Regions from separate parts of the Mus musculus genome. Here all the other regions are linked to region 4. A link is a contact called in public promoter capture Hi-C data. All regions are on one chromosome and are shown on one strand. Each heading gives the region's core, a stretch centred on a gene start, on an enhancer-like site or on the middle of the called end of the contact. The rest is flanking DNA. Distances are from core to core; before and after follow the strand shown.

What was found. Promoter capture Hi-C pulls out the DNA fragments that hold promoters and counts their contacts.
Region 1: a contact with region 4 is called in a promoter capture Hi-C map of erythroid cells, with 6 times the contacts expected there. The contact joins the promoter of B3glct here to the promoter of Pan3 in region 4. A contact is called at or near these places in 2 of 39 promoter capture datasets (erythroid cells and pre-B cells).
Region 2: a promoter capture Hi-C map of liver shows a contact between it and region 4, with 6 times the contacts expected there. The contact joins the promoter of Atp5j2 here to the promoter of Pan3 in region 4. A contact is called at or near these places in 3 of 39 promoter capture datasets (cranial neural crest, erythroid cells and liver).
Region 3: a contact with region 4 is called in a promoter capture Hi-C map of liver, with 5 times the contacts expected there. The contact joins the promoter of Pdap1 here to the promoter of Pan3 in region 4. A contact is called at or near these places in 4 of 39 promoter capture datasets (cranial neural crest, liver, pre-B cells and 1 more) and 1 of 115 datasets of contacts at active chromatin or transcription factors (astrocytes).
Region 5: a contact with region 4 is called in a promoter capture Hi-C map of cranial neural crest. The contact joins the promoter of Zfp655 here to the promoter of Pan3 in region 4.

The regions. Positions count from the first base shown.
Region 1 is chr5:149,676,803-149,679,502 of GRCm38.p6, forward strand. It overlaps B3glct (beta-3-glucosyltransferase), which reads left to right and starts at 1,428. Exons shown (of 15, transcript NM_001081204.2): 1 at 1,428-1,577. The coding sequence starts at 1,535.
Region 2 is chr5:145,190,171-145,192,870 of GRCm38.p6, forward strand. Atp5j2 (ATP synthase, H+ transporting, mitochondrial F0 complex, subunit F2) reads right to left here and starts at 1,371. Exons shown (of 4, transcript NM_020582.3): 1 at 1,333-1,371. The coding sequence starts at 1,345.
Region 3 is chr5:145,138,691-145,141,390 of GRCm38.p6, forward strand. It overlaps Pdap1 (PDGFA associated protein 1), which reads right to left and starts at 1,335. Exons shown (of 6, transcript NM_001033313.4): 1 at 1,277-1,335. The coding sequence starts at 1,289. Bud31 (BUD31 homolog) reads left to right here and starts at 1,686. Exons shown (of 6, transcript NM_001310771.1): 1 at 1,686-1,752; 2 at 2,615-2,700.
Region 4 is chr5:147,428,734-147,431,433 of GRCm38.p6, forward strand. It overlaps Pan3 (PAN3 poly(A) specific ribonuclease subunit), which reads left to right and starts at 1,423. Exons shown (of 19, transcript NM_028291.5): 1 at 1,423-2,276. The coding sequence starts at 1,847.
Region 5 is chr5:145,230,437-145,233,136 of GRCm38.p6, forward strand. Zfp655 (zinc finger protein 655) reads left to right here and starts at 1,306. Exons shown (of 4, transcript NM_028298.4): 1 at 1,306-1,395. It also overlaps Gm6287.

The DNA.
Region 1 (2,700 bases), core at 178-2,677, 2.2 Mb after region 4:
TGCGTGAGATGCCAGTATCTGCAGAAGCCAGAGGCATCAGATGGATCATCGGATCGGCCACTCTGGAGTTTGAGTTACTGGCAGTCATAAGCCAACAAATGTGGATGTAGGAATGGAACTCAGGCCCTCCAGGAGAGTAGTACATGGTCTTAATCACTGAGTCACCTCTCCATCCTTCCAGGATAATTTCAATGAAAAGTCTGATCCACTAAGCCCTCAAAGTTGTTTGCTACCAAAGTAGGGTCCTCAGTTGTGTTACTTGGCTACTAGATTTTTCTCTCTATTTACATCTTGTTTATAGGTACGGTGTCTAACAAAGGGAAGGAATATTTCCTAGGAGAATGCTAGAAAACTTTAGCAATGGGAAACTGTCTATCAGCTTTAGAACTTCCCAAGAAAGCCCAAGGAGTTAAAGCAGCCAACCAAGAATTTGGAAAAACTGTAGCGCTGGTCTTCATCAGTCAAGAGACTGGCACCAGTCAACAAGAAACACACAGAAACTAAGAAATATGACTGCCAAAGTCTTTATGAGCAGGCTTGCCCTAGAGTTTTACTACCTGTGGTTGGGGGAGATGTTCGGTGAGTCATTTGTCCTGTGACCACAGTGGCTGAAAGGCAACTCTAGCTGCCCTCTAGCCTCGCATCATCTAAACACAAGCCAGGGTTGCTCAGTCAGTCTTTTTTACATCCTTGGAGATGCAGGAGAAACTGTGTTTCTGGGAAGGGTCCCTCTAATTCTTCCCTGTAATTGTTTCCCTCTTTGGTTCACTACAATGTAACTGTAAGGTCCTCAGGTGGAACTCTTCCAGGGTGGGAGGGAGACCCTTCAGGATTCTGTGCTGGAAGGAACTCTGCTTATGTGACTTTTCCACCTCACTCTTCTCTGTGTTCTTAATTGATTCATTTTCATCAAGTATCTTGAATACCCTCTCTCTTCCATCACAGTGAACACTCAAAATAACATTAATAAAAATTTAGCTTTACACCAACATCTATTAAGAGCAAAACTCCGGGCCAAAGCTATTAATCAAATTCCATTTAAGAAGAGGATATTAAGTAAATTAGTTGAGCTGATTAAAAACACCTTCATCAAAGTAGAACATCGGTGCCAACAATATTAAGAGTTGAATTATCGATTTTGCTTTTTATAAAAACTGAAGATAGTCCATTAGCAGGGAAGAAAAAAACGATCCTTCTTCCTTCACTTTGAGGACAGTAAGGGTGATCTACTGCTAGGGATGGGGAAAGAAGTTCTGGGAAGCGAAGGGCATGACGGCAGAGTTTGTCAGAGGGTCAGAAAAGAAGCTCTGAGGTCAGATGCCCAGAGGAGGGCGCGGTCCAGCTGGGCAGCAGGACCACCTACAACCGCGCCGGTTGCGAGCGTACACCGGGGCGCTCCCGATCCCGGCCGCCAGAGGGCGCAGCCCGAGCCGGCGCGGCGCCGGGAAGGAGGAGGGGAGCGCGAGAAGGGTCAGGCGCGCAGGGCGTCCGCGCAGCTCGGCTCCGGGAAGGGCGCGGAGCCTCTGCCTCCGGGATGCGGCCTCCCGCGCTGCTGGCGCTGTTCAGCTGCTCCGCGGGTAAGTAGCGAGCGGCCCGGGCGGGCGCGGGGAGGGAGTCCCGGGGCTGCTGGCCACCCCCGCGCGGTTCCGGCTGCCGCCCGCCCCGTCCCGCCCCGTCCCGGCCGCAGCGCCCTCTAGTGGCGCCACCCTCGGCCCGCGCCCTCTCCATCTCCGCCTCCTTCCGCCGGGGCACGCGGGCTGGTGGGGAGGGCGCGGCCGGGTCGGGAGCCAGAGCCGCGCAACTGCTAGAAACTTTACAAGAGGCCGCGCCTTTCCCGCCCCTGCGCGCCGCCCGTGCGCCCTGCGGTGCACACCTCGCGCCCCACTATGAGCACCCCGCCCTGTGCGCCCCCAGCGCCCCGCCGAATGCTTGCCGCGCTCCGCGGTGTGCACTCCGCACTCCACCGTAGCTATCCTACGCCCCACGGCATTCATGCCACGGCCCGCCGTGTGCACTCTGCGCCCCACTGTGTACACTCCGTGCGCCCCACCGTGTGCACCCTCTGCTTGTGCTTACTCCGTGCCCGGCCGTACACCCCCTGCTCTCTACCGTGTGCCCCTGTGTCCCACAGCTGTGCACTCATGGGTCCCATAGTTGTGCATCCCATACCCCTAGATGTGCATCCCCGCGCCCCACCTTGTGCACACCCCTCGATCCTCCATGTGCATTCCCAGTGCCTGGAGGTGCATATCCCAAGTTTCACCCCTCCCGACCTTGAATACCGTATCCCACCTCACCGTGCATACCCCGCATCCCACTGTGTGCACCCCGCTCTCTACCTTGTGCATCCCCCGTGTTCCGCCCTGTGCACCCTGTACCTCCTGTTGTGGACAACCTGCACTCGGCCATGGGCACCCCTTTTCCCACTCCTCCGTATGTACCCTGGATCTCCTGCTGTGCATGACCGGTGTCCCACTATCTACACCCCACCCCCACCCCCGCCCATCGCCCCAGTCAAGCACACACCGTTTTGCCTTAAATACTCCATGCATCCCATCGTGTGTTCCTTGAGACCCTACCCAGCTTTACAGAACCCTGATACAGCCATTAGCACGCCCCAAGGCGCGCCCCCCTCCCCGTATCCCTTGCGTCACCCCCACCCTGTACCCTCAGCTCCTGCAATTTCCCAGAGACCTCCTC
Region 2 (2,700 bases), core at 121-2,620, 2.2 Mb before region 4:
AAAACTTCTATTTTTTCAACTTTTTTTTTGGAGAGGAAGGCCCAGGCTGACAATTGTGCTTCTTCAGCCTCTTGAGCAGTGTCATTAATGCTCTTCCCGTTGTCTCTTCTGAAAGCTGTGTTCACTAACCATCTCCTACCATTTTACAGATAAAATAGCTGCTAATGCCCCAGGTGGCAGTGACCTACACCTTTAAGCCCAGTACTGGGGAGACAGAAGCAGGTGGATCCACAGATGAGTTCCATTACAGCTGGAGCTACACAAAGAAATCCTATCTTGCAAAACCAAGTACCAAACCAAATCAAAAAGGCTCAGCTCCTTCACACCCCGTTTTTAGACACCCCCCCCTTCACCTTCCCAGGCTGAGATAAAGAACACTGTAACAAGCTAAGTACAGTAGCATAGGCCTGTAATCCTAGCACTCAGAGATAGACGCTAATACATCACGACTGTGGCAGCAAGTTCATGACCAATCTGGGCTACATGGTGAAACCCTGTCTCAAAAGGAGGAGGTAGACAACTGTGAAATGGCTAGCCTGGCTACTGGAGTTCCTCGGAGTTGTCCTCGAACCTGGACACAAGCTCCAGCATTCCCATGACCATACCTAGACACGTGTGGGACACATAATAACAAAAACAACAATAATGTGTAATCCCAACAGTGCGCAATGAATGTGTGTGGAGATTGACTCGTACGTGTTAAGGGAACATCTGCTTGTCTGTCACAAGGACATTTCTGAAAGGTAATCTCATTTATCATGAGACCCGCCAACCTAGGTCTGAATCCCAGCGAGGCTCTCTCAGGACTGGTGACCTTGAACAGGTCACTTCACCCCAGTAGGCGTATTCAGTCGACACGTATGTAACATAATGTGGTGTCGGGAACCATTCTAGGCATTCGCTGGTCCTGGACCGTAATCTGAAAGCCTCATCTCCAGGGAGGTCCAAGCGCTGCCCAGCGTAAAGGTTCAAGTGACCCTGCCTGTGTCAAGTCGCGCAGGAAGAAAAAGCAGCAGCTTAGTCCTCCGCGGAAGGACAGACAAATGGTTCCGGGCAACGCATGTGCAGGCCCCCAGAAGCCTCTCCGTGCTGACTGGGTCTTCCACCGCCAGGCCAGGCGATGCACAGCAGAAATCCGCTGCAGAGTGGAGGGAGGAGGGCGGGAGCACAGGACCTTATAGTAAGTGTCCAGCGCGCTTCCGGGGAGGCTTCAGTGAAGCCCCGGGTGAAGAGCAAGAGTTCCCGCGGTTCCTTCTCACCCCACTGTGGCCCTGGAGCCTGTGCCCAAATCGGGCTTCCAACCCCAAGGCCAGGAAAGGGCCGAGTACTCACCGAGTGACGCCATCTTGAAGTCCTGGTGTCCGCAGAACTCCAGCCGCGCGCAAAGGCTGCTGGGAAGGGCGCACGCACCCCTGCCGGAGCGGGAAGCAGAGGCTCATGGGAAGTAGATCACCACTTAGGTAGAGCATTTTGAGACCTATCCCAGGCGGAAGCAAAGGACAAAAGAGAAAAGGGACCTTTTGACTTTTTGCCTTCTACTTTTGGATCTCTCATGAGGAATGAGAGGCTTAGGGGTGTGGCTCAGTCCCGGAGTGCTTAAGGCTCTGGTTCCATTCCCAATGCTGAAAAGAAAGAAAAGCAGAGAAGCCTTGAATAGGAACATTTGTTTTAACCCTCCCCAGTCCCTTTTACTTGCTATTCACTGCTCTGACCCCCAAATCCCTCTGAAGTTCCACTCCACATGCTTAAGTGGTTTCCATGATGATTGCAAACACGCCTCCACAGCTGACACCTGCTTAAATGGGTATTTTCTAAAGCTCGTAAAGGTAGTTTTTTTGACCCAAAATCAGAAGTATTAGATTTAAGCCATGTTAGCGCCAAAGTCAGACTACTATATAGCTACAGGCATTATCTTGCCATTAATTCCCAAATTTGGGCCTGAAATACAGCAAGACTGTATGCAATAACAGAGTTAGTCTAGCCTGGAAATCAGTATATGTTTTGGGTTGGCCTGAAACTTTTAGCAGTGACAACTCATGTATGGGAATTATATGTGTGCACTGCCTGTATAAACTGACATAACCACTCCATGGTATAATTAAGGTGAAGGTTTTTAAAATTATTTTTATGTACATGGGTGTTTTGCCTACATATATGTCTGTGTACCACATGCATGCAGGGCCCACTGAAGTCAAAAGAGGTCATTGGATCCCCTGGAGCTGAAGTTAGAAAGACAGTAGTGAATTCCTATGTGATTTGTGGTAATGAAACCTGGGTCCTCTGAAAGAGCAGATAGTGCTCTTAACAGATGAGCCATCTCTCCAGCCCCCATAAGGAAAGGGGATTTTTTTTTAAAGATTTATTTATTTATTATACGTAAGTACACTGTAGCTGTCTTCAGATGCGCCAGAAGAGGGCGTCAGATCTCATTACATGTGGTTGTGAGCCACCATGTGGTTGCTGGGATTTGAACTCAGGACTTTTGGAAGAGTAGTCGGTGCTCTTAACCACTGAGTCATCTCTCCAGCCCCCAGGAGAGGGGATGTTTATTGTAAATATGAGTGAGAGGGAACAGCCAGAGGCATCTGGAAGAGCAGAGAGAAGTAGACTTAACATGGGCATCTGACTGGACATGGTCAGAGCAATCTAAGAGTGAGAGCATGGGGTAGGGTGGGAGTGAGAATAGCAGGCTTATAAGAA
Region 3 (2,700 bases), core at 85-2,584, 2.3 Mb before region 4:
CAAGGAAACAAGCTTTGTTTATCTGCCTGCAAAGCTTCCCAGAAATCAAGACTAAGTCCATTAGCCATGATTTCATATTCAAGACTGCCGAACTGTAATTCTCAACCTTGGAGTCAGGAGCTGAAAAAAGTTCCTTTGCCTTTTAAAGATGAGACTGTGAAACAAAGACAGTGCTCCTCTAGACGCAGGATAAATCAGCAGAGAACTAGATTTAGACACACTTGGCCCTGTAGAGCCTAATATCTGAATATTGACAGGAAGCAATTTAAGCTTGAAAATCTCCAGGCAGATGTTCCTGTGGGCTCACTGCATTAACTGGCTTAACACGTGAGCTGCCAACATTTACTGAACATCTGTTCTGTGCTGGGAGCTAGCCAGGCCCTTAGAGCGATTTATTCTGCCACCGTAACTCCTGTCCGCCTGTCTCCTACTCATCCAACTAAGCCTTATTAATACCCCTGTAGTTCAGATGAAGAAAACGAACTGGAAAAGTTTTGTTTGAGGCCACAGACTTAAGATGTGATATATCTGGTATTCAAACCCCTGATTCTAAGGGGTGAAACCAATGTACGATGGGAAACACTTGTTTTCTTGGTCTCTACACACAGTAATAGCTGAACATTTAGGGGCTGCGGGGCACTGGGCTGAGTACGTGGGCTACCTAGTTTATGCCTCTCTCATAACAGGAGGAAAATATAATCAATGTCCCCCACCCCAACCCCCTTTTTGGAAACGACAAAACCGGGACACAAAGAAGTTAGGCGACTGGCTCAGAAGCACATCCTTAGTGGCTACGGTGCAAGGAGAGAATCAGAGCCAGGTCCCACATCATCAAGTCAAGGTCTTATTATGAGGCAGGCGTGGCTCCTCAAAAGCTCCACAAAAGCCACATTTTATGCTCGAGGCAGCCAGGCACCGCACCAGCGCGGGACGCGGTGACTCAGTCTCCGGCCAGCCAAATGGGAGGACAAACTTCAGATGCTCCGGAGGCTTGGCCGAGACTCCTGGGTCCTGCTCTCCTCAAGGACAAGGACCCAGCACCCGTGAGTCTCCTCAAAAATCCCCGACGGAGAGGCCCTCAACCACTGTGGTCCTCGGCTTCCCAGGCAGGACAATTGAGCGTCGAGGCCCACGCATGGCTGGGAGGCGACGGGGATGGCCTCCTTCAGCGCGGATCTCTTAGAGGCCCCAGACCCGCGGGCTGAGGGGTCCGCGGCAGCCCGCCTACGGCCGCCACTAGAGAAGCCACGCGAACCACGCGCGCCCACCCCCTCACCTCCTTTAGGCATCTCGGCTCCGGCGGCTGCAGCGGCGGCGGCGGCGCCTCGAACTGACACCGGAACCGGAAACTCCTTGGAATCGACTTCTTCCGCCCGGCTTGGTTCCCTCTCCGCGCGCCACTGACGCCGCCACCGCCGCCACGGCTGCGAGGATCTGGGACCTCACACCGAGGCCGGGCTGTCTTGGGAGGTGCCTGAATTCCTGACCAGAATATGTACTGCCAGGAATCCGCGTTCCCCGGTGTCCCTGTCCGAGGAGACACGTAGCCGTGTGGGCCACCCCTACAGGAAGTGAGAGGAAAAGGGCCGTACGGTTTACGGAATTCTACAAAGGCAGCGCCAGGGACACCTAAGATGACGCAATCTCCGCGCGAGGTGGGCGGGGCCCCGCGAGGGCCTTATTCTGAAGAGTTTGTCGCCGGAGCGGAAGCCGTCAATAAAGAAGCAGCGGCCTTAGGTGCTTGAGTTTCCGGTGAGTGTTTCTCTGCTCGGTTCTCGAGTACCGTATCTTTGGCAATGGTTACGGGCAGGAGAGCTGTGTGAGCTGCTTATGCGGCAGAGGCTGGAGTCTCCGATGACTTGCACAGGGGATGGTAAACTTGGGGCTCGCTCTTTCTCTCTCTGCGTGTGTGTTTTTTTCCCACGTCGTTTTCTCTTCCGGGACCGTTTTCTGTCTAAACACCGCTTTTTTTCTCAGATGCTGCTCTTGAGTTTTCTGCCACTGTCCCTTCCGTAACTTCGCTCTTGTTCACCCCTTTTCCCGCTCTTCTACGTCTGTAAACAGCCCAACACAACACCTCTTTCCTCCTGATCCGATCGCCTCTTCGTTTTACCTCTCCCCGGCCCCGAGAGCCTCTCGGGTTGAGTCCTCCTAGGTCAGGAGAAAGTGATTCTCTAATCAGGCTGTGCGCCCTGGGAAGGGCTCAGAGTCAATCTATCTTTTAACGTAAGCGCTGGAAAAACCAGAGCAAAGACCACTGATGGGGAAGTCAGGAGCCTCTAATCTGTTAGACTCACTGGTTGTCAGCAATGTGACCCTGAGTCCACGTCTTAAGAGTTTTATTCTTAATTTATTAAATTGTTAAGAAGGGGTGTGGGAATAGGGGATTGTAAAGTGTCAGTCACCATACAGTGGATGGGACTAAAGACAGTTTTGAGCAGATGAGTCTGTTATGCTGATAGGTTACTCTTTGCCAGCTAGAAAGCTTTATGCAATCGGAAGAAGAAGAAAACAGCGTTTCTATTTAGATTTTGACTGGCCTGCTTTGTTGTTCTAAAAAGAGAGATTTTTGGCGGCTATTTAACGTGTGTAATCTACTGCTTTTATTCTACAGATGAGACAGAAGACTGCAGAAGAAAAGTGATCTCCCCCAGAGTCACAGAATAGTTGGTAAATCTGGACAAGAACACAGCTTTGTAA
Region 4 (2,700 bases), core at 173-2,672:
CCCATTCACCTGGAGACCTCCTTCACAAGCTGTTAGCTTCGGCTAGAATGCTCTTTCTCTACACACCTAGCAGCAATAAAAAGCAAGTGCTAGATTGAATTCTTCCCAAACACGGGACATTTTTATGAACCACTTCGCTCATTATGAAGTGGATACTTACTTAATCTCAAATGTACAAAGGAGACACAGAGAAGCAAGCAGGTTCCAAAGGCAGGTCTGAATTCAAGGATGCTGTAAACACTCTCCCCACTCCCCAACAGTTCTCAGTAGGAGTTCAACTCTTTAAATCCCCTCTAACAGCTGATGTTAACACTAGACACTAATTCACATCTTATGCCTCATTAGCCGGAGGATAAATAAGCCCTCTGAATTCAGGTCCGACTGCATCTGGTTAACTTTTGCATCCCCAGCTCCTTGGGAACATGTAATTAACATTAACAAATACCTGTTGGATATTTAAATGAGTGAACACTGCGTCCACGCAGAGATAGCAGCTTAGAATTTCCCTGGGCAGCATCACTAGGCTTACCAGATTGGGATCTATATAGCATGCATCTCAACCTCACCCTTTTGGCAGTGTGAAACTTTATATATTCTTTTGTGACTTCGTCAGGCTGCCACGATTCCTTAAATGCTGCCCACACCCGTCCTTTTCATAACAGGGATTTGTCTTTTGAGAAAATCTTTTAGAGAAGATTTCTAAAACCCTAATATCAATTTTTCACTTCACTGCGGTTCAATTGTCTTCACGCCTCTCCCCTTTAAAAAAAGGTGGTGGTGGGGGGAGCAAATTGGAAATCAATGAGGGGAAAACTTTTTTTTAAAAAGTGAATTTCGAATGCAGAGTAGGAAAACATTCCAGCACATTTGGAATTGGGTCTTCCCGTGCTGCCAAGGTAGCACTGTCCCAGGTGGCACCTTTGAGAGAAAAAAATCCCGAGGGCCATCAAAGCGGAGGAAACAGGTGCTGCTCTAAGCAGGGGTTTGGTGGCATCCAGGGTTCTGGCTCCATCTTTTGACAAAGAGCCCAGAAGCTAAGGCTATCTGGCCAGTAGTCCATCACCTTCGAGGGGGAGGATTTAAAAAAAAAAAACAAAAAAAAAAAAACAAAGGCTAGAGGGGTGGCGGAGCACAGGGAAAGGGAGAGGAAACGTGACAAACGGAAGCAAACTCTCCTCTCCGGGGAGCGAGGTTGGGCTGCGTCCCCTTCCAAGGACCTGAGACGGACTGTCATTTTGTGTTTTCCCCTCCAAGCGGACTACCACCGGGTCTCGTGAGAGCCTCGGCGCCGCCGCCGTGGGGAAGGCCTCCCTCCGAGGGCTCGGGCTGAAGCAACCGCCTCCGGTCAGCTCGCGGACGCCCCGTGGGGGCCACGCCTGCGGTCCCCCACCCCCGGGCCAGGCCTCCTACCCACAAGGCCCCGCGCCACTCGCGCAGGCGCAGAGGCGGCGAGCGTCTCAGGAAGAGGAAAATGGCATAAACAAGTCGGGAGGACCCGGAGCGCGAGCCGACGAGCGAGCGGAGGGCAAGAGTTTAAAAACAAACCGGCGGCTCCCTCCCGCCGTGCCTTTGCCCCACAGCTTCCGGTCGCCGCCGCCTCAGGGTCGTTTCTCCCCGCAGCCCCGGCCGCGCGCCCACCGCGGCGTCCCGCGCGGCCCCTTTAAGGACAGCGGAGAGGGAGAGGGAGAATCCCTGCTCGCCGCCCGCCCGCCCTTCCCCCTCCCCGGGCGGCTCCGGCTCCCTCAGCGGGGCCCAACCCGCCCGCCCGGCTTCCATCCGGCTCCGGCGGCGGCTCCTTCCCGCCCTCGTCTATGGTGGCGGCGGGGGACGCGGCTGCGGCGTGGCCATGAACAGTGGCGGCGGCGGTGGCCTCCCGCCGCCCTCGGCCGCTGCCTCGCCGTCGTCGTCCTCGCTGGCGGCGGCCGTGGCGGTGGCGGTGGCGGCCTCGTCGGGCGTCGGGGGCGTCCCCGGCGGGCCGGCGGCGGCGGCGGGCGTGAAGCTCAAGTACTGCCGCTACTACGCCAAGGACAAGACGTGCTTCTACGGCGAGGAGTGTCAGTTCCTGCACGAGGACCCAGCCGCCGGCGCGGCCCCGGGGCTTGGCCTCCATAGCAACAGCGTCCCGCTGGCGCTAGCGGCCGCGGCCGGGGCCGCCTTTCCTCCGGGAGCGCTCCCGGGCGGGGGAGCGGGGCCGCCCGCGGGGCCCAAGAAGCCGGAGCTGGGCGTCCCGGGGGCGGCGACCGCGGGCGGCGGACTCGATGGCCCGCGGGTGGCGAGTAAGTGAGGCCCGGGCGGGGTGGTGCGGTGCGGGGTTGGTGCGGTCCGGGCGCGGGGAGGAGGCCTGAGCCTGCCCGCTTCCCCTCACCTCCGGGCCGCAGGAGAGGCCTAGGCCCTGCGCAGCCCTCCTTCCTTCTTCCTGTTTCCTCTCTGGGCTCCGCCGCTCGGGGCAAACCCCGGAGCTAGGGGAGGCGGGTTCCCGGGAGCGTGGGTGGACGGACGGTCGTGGTGTAATTGGGGTGGGGTGGGGGGCGCTGGGAGTGGGGTGCGGGGAGCAGGGGGGATGGGCTGCGGAGTGGAAGCAAGGGGGTGTCGCTTCCGGGTTTGTGTGTGTGTGTGTGTGTGTGTGTGTGCGCGCGCGCGCGCGTGTGCGTGGAAAGGGGCTGGGTCTGCGAGCACATGTGTCGGTGCGTGCTCGCGTGG
Region 5 (2,700 bases), core at 56-2,555, 2.2 Mb before region 4:
GGTATAGACCACCACATAGGCTACCACACCTGTTGTGGGCAGTTTTTTTTTCCCTTAAGATTTATTTTTATTTTGTGTGTGTATGTGTGTGCATATGTGTGCACTGTGCCAAATGTGTGACAGGAGCCCAAGAGAGACCATCCAACCCTCTGGATTTGGAGTTACACTGGTTGTGAGCCACCGTGGGAACTAGGAACTGAGCTCCGGTCCTTTGCAAGAACAGTTAGGGCTTTTACTTGGTAAGCCATTTCTCCAAGCCAAATAATTTTTTATATGTGTATCCTTTGCCTGCATGCATATATGTTCACCTGGGGTGGTCAGCGTCTCCCATGGTCAGAGGGCATTAGATCCACCTCTAGAACCTAGTGACAGGGTTGTTAGCCACAGTTTGAGTTCTGGGAACTTAGCGAACCTTTGTACTCTGGAAGTGCAACAGTGCTCTTCAACACTGAGCCACGTCTTCAGCCCTTGGGCAGTATTTTAAAATATTTGATTTATGTAGCAGTTGTTCCTAATACTAGATAATTATAAGATTGTAAATTACAAGATTCTGAGCTTCACTAATTTCCAGGGGAACAAAATTATGGGAGTCTTGGCTTTGCATCTACTATTGCAAAAATAGTTGAGATAATCAAGCTTGAGGAGAGATTTTTGTGTCACAGTTTCAAACAGTTCTCAGTTAAACTTGCTCCCTTTGTGTCTACAGTGAAGCTGCACACAGCGAAGAACTCCTGTTGGAAGAAGTTGCTCACCTCATGGTAGGCAAAGAATCAAACATGAAGGAAAGGGTGGGACTCAAAGTAGGGCCTGACAGGAAAATCTTGGTGACCTTGGGCGAATCCTCTTGGGGAAAACGTTTGTCCCTTCCAGGCAGGGCAACACCTAGTATGTCCCTTTCTGTGGGCAATTTGGGGTCAGGCACTTCCTAGGAGAAATAAAGCCGGACCAAACCAGTATTAGACACGAGGGTGGTATTTCATCTTCTGCTTAGGAATCCTCCTGCACGCTCTTGCGGCCCGGGAGGAGTCGGGAGTTCTTTCCCAACCTCTGTCGCCCTCCTGGTGTAAGATGCGCCCTAATCAGCAGGGAGGGCTGTGCGACCTCGAGAAAGCGAAGCACAACAGCAACTAAGGCCTTATCTAGCGATGCTGCGGACCCCACCCACGAGACCGCATCCCGTGTCCGTCAGCTGACAGCTCGACCCGGGACACCCTCACCCCTGCTCTTCATCCGGGAACCTCACCCGGGACCGCCCTCCCGTGGACTTCCGTCGCCGGAAGTGACGTAAGGCGTCAGCCTTCTGGCAGTCGAGAGAGTGGCCCCGGACAGGCTGGTGCAGCTGAGCGAGGAGCGCCTCCGTGACGGGACAGTCTCCAGGCCCGCCTCTCCACCTGGGTGAGTCCCGGGGAACCGTTGTCGCGTCGCCGTGGGAGCGACCGCTTGTTTGGCCCGCGGGGCGGACGCGCAGGAGGCGCCGCGTGCGGGCTGACGGCTGTTCCCGGAGCTGGGGCGCGCGGAAGGCCGGGCTCGCGGCCCTGTTTTCCCCTCTTCCCGGGTTCGTCGCGGAGCCCGGGGAGCCGGGGTGGCCCCGTGGTGCGAACCCAGTGGCCGGGCCCGGGTGGCAGCTCGGTCTTGTGGCCCGCTTCGCCCTCTGGGGACCGAACCTTTGCCCAAGAGAGAGGTAGGCGGAGGGTGGCTCTGGGCGAGGCCTGCGGACGGGCCGGGAGCCTGGCGGAGGGCGGTGGACGGTGGACGGTGGACGGAACCCGGGCTCGTCCTTGGATCTGAAGGACACCAGGCTCCTCGCAGCCCTCCCTCGTGCTGCGCGCAGGTGGCTCGACCAGCCTGCCCTAAGGGTCTGTCTCCTAAGTGAGTTGTATCATTATTCATCGGGGCCCATTGAGTAATGCAGAACGGCCTTACCGCTTACCACATGATTCCTAAGGGGCCTGCTTTTGAGAAAAACAATGAGTAATCTTATCTGGCGTGTTTCACTGGGTCTCAGCTTGAGCCTCTAAATTACTTAGGACGCTCCATGGAAAGGTTTACGCAGTTGTACTGTGTTGAAAAAAATTCTTTTAATGGTAGCTATTTTGTTGTTGTTGTTGTTGTTGTTGTTTTGGTTTGGGTTTTTAAAAGACAGCTTTGAGGCTAACCTTGAACTTCTGAACCTCCTGTCTAAATCTTCCGAGAGCTGGGATTACACGCCCAGCGATACACACACACACACACACACACACACACATATATTTTAAACCACAGATTTGGGATTGTTCAGTAGAGTCTGAGTAATATCGAATTCTTACACCTTCCTGTTTGGGTTTTAAGTTTTGAAACCGAATGGTACTCATGTTTGTTTTTTTGTGAAGGGGGAGGTTGTTATGGATTGAAGGTAGGGCCTTGTGCATACTAGGAAGTACTCTACCCTTAAATTACAGGCATCTCCTGCTTCTGTGTTTTTCTTTTTGTTTATTTTGGTAACTTTTTAGGTTTTAAACCCTTCTTGGGCCCTAATTACCATGCACTTTACTTAATTACATTTAGAGAAACTTAAGTCTGTGGACTGTGACAACTAAAATCTAGTGGGGCTGGGTTTCTAGACAGGGTTTCTTTCTGAGGCACTGGCTGTCTTGGAATGTAGATCAGGTTAGCTCCAAACTCGTGTCTACCTGCTTCTGCCTCACCAGTGCTGGAATTAAA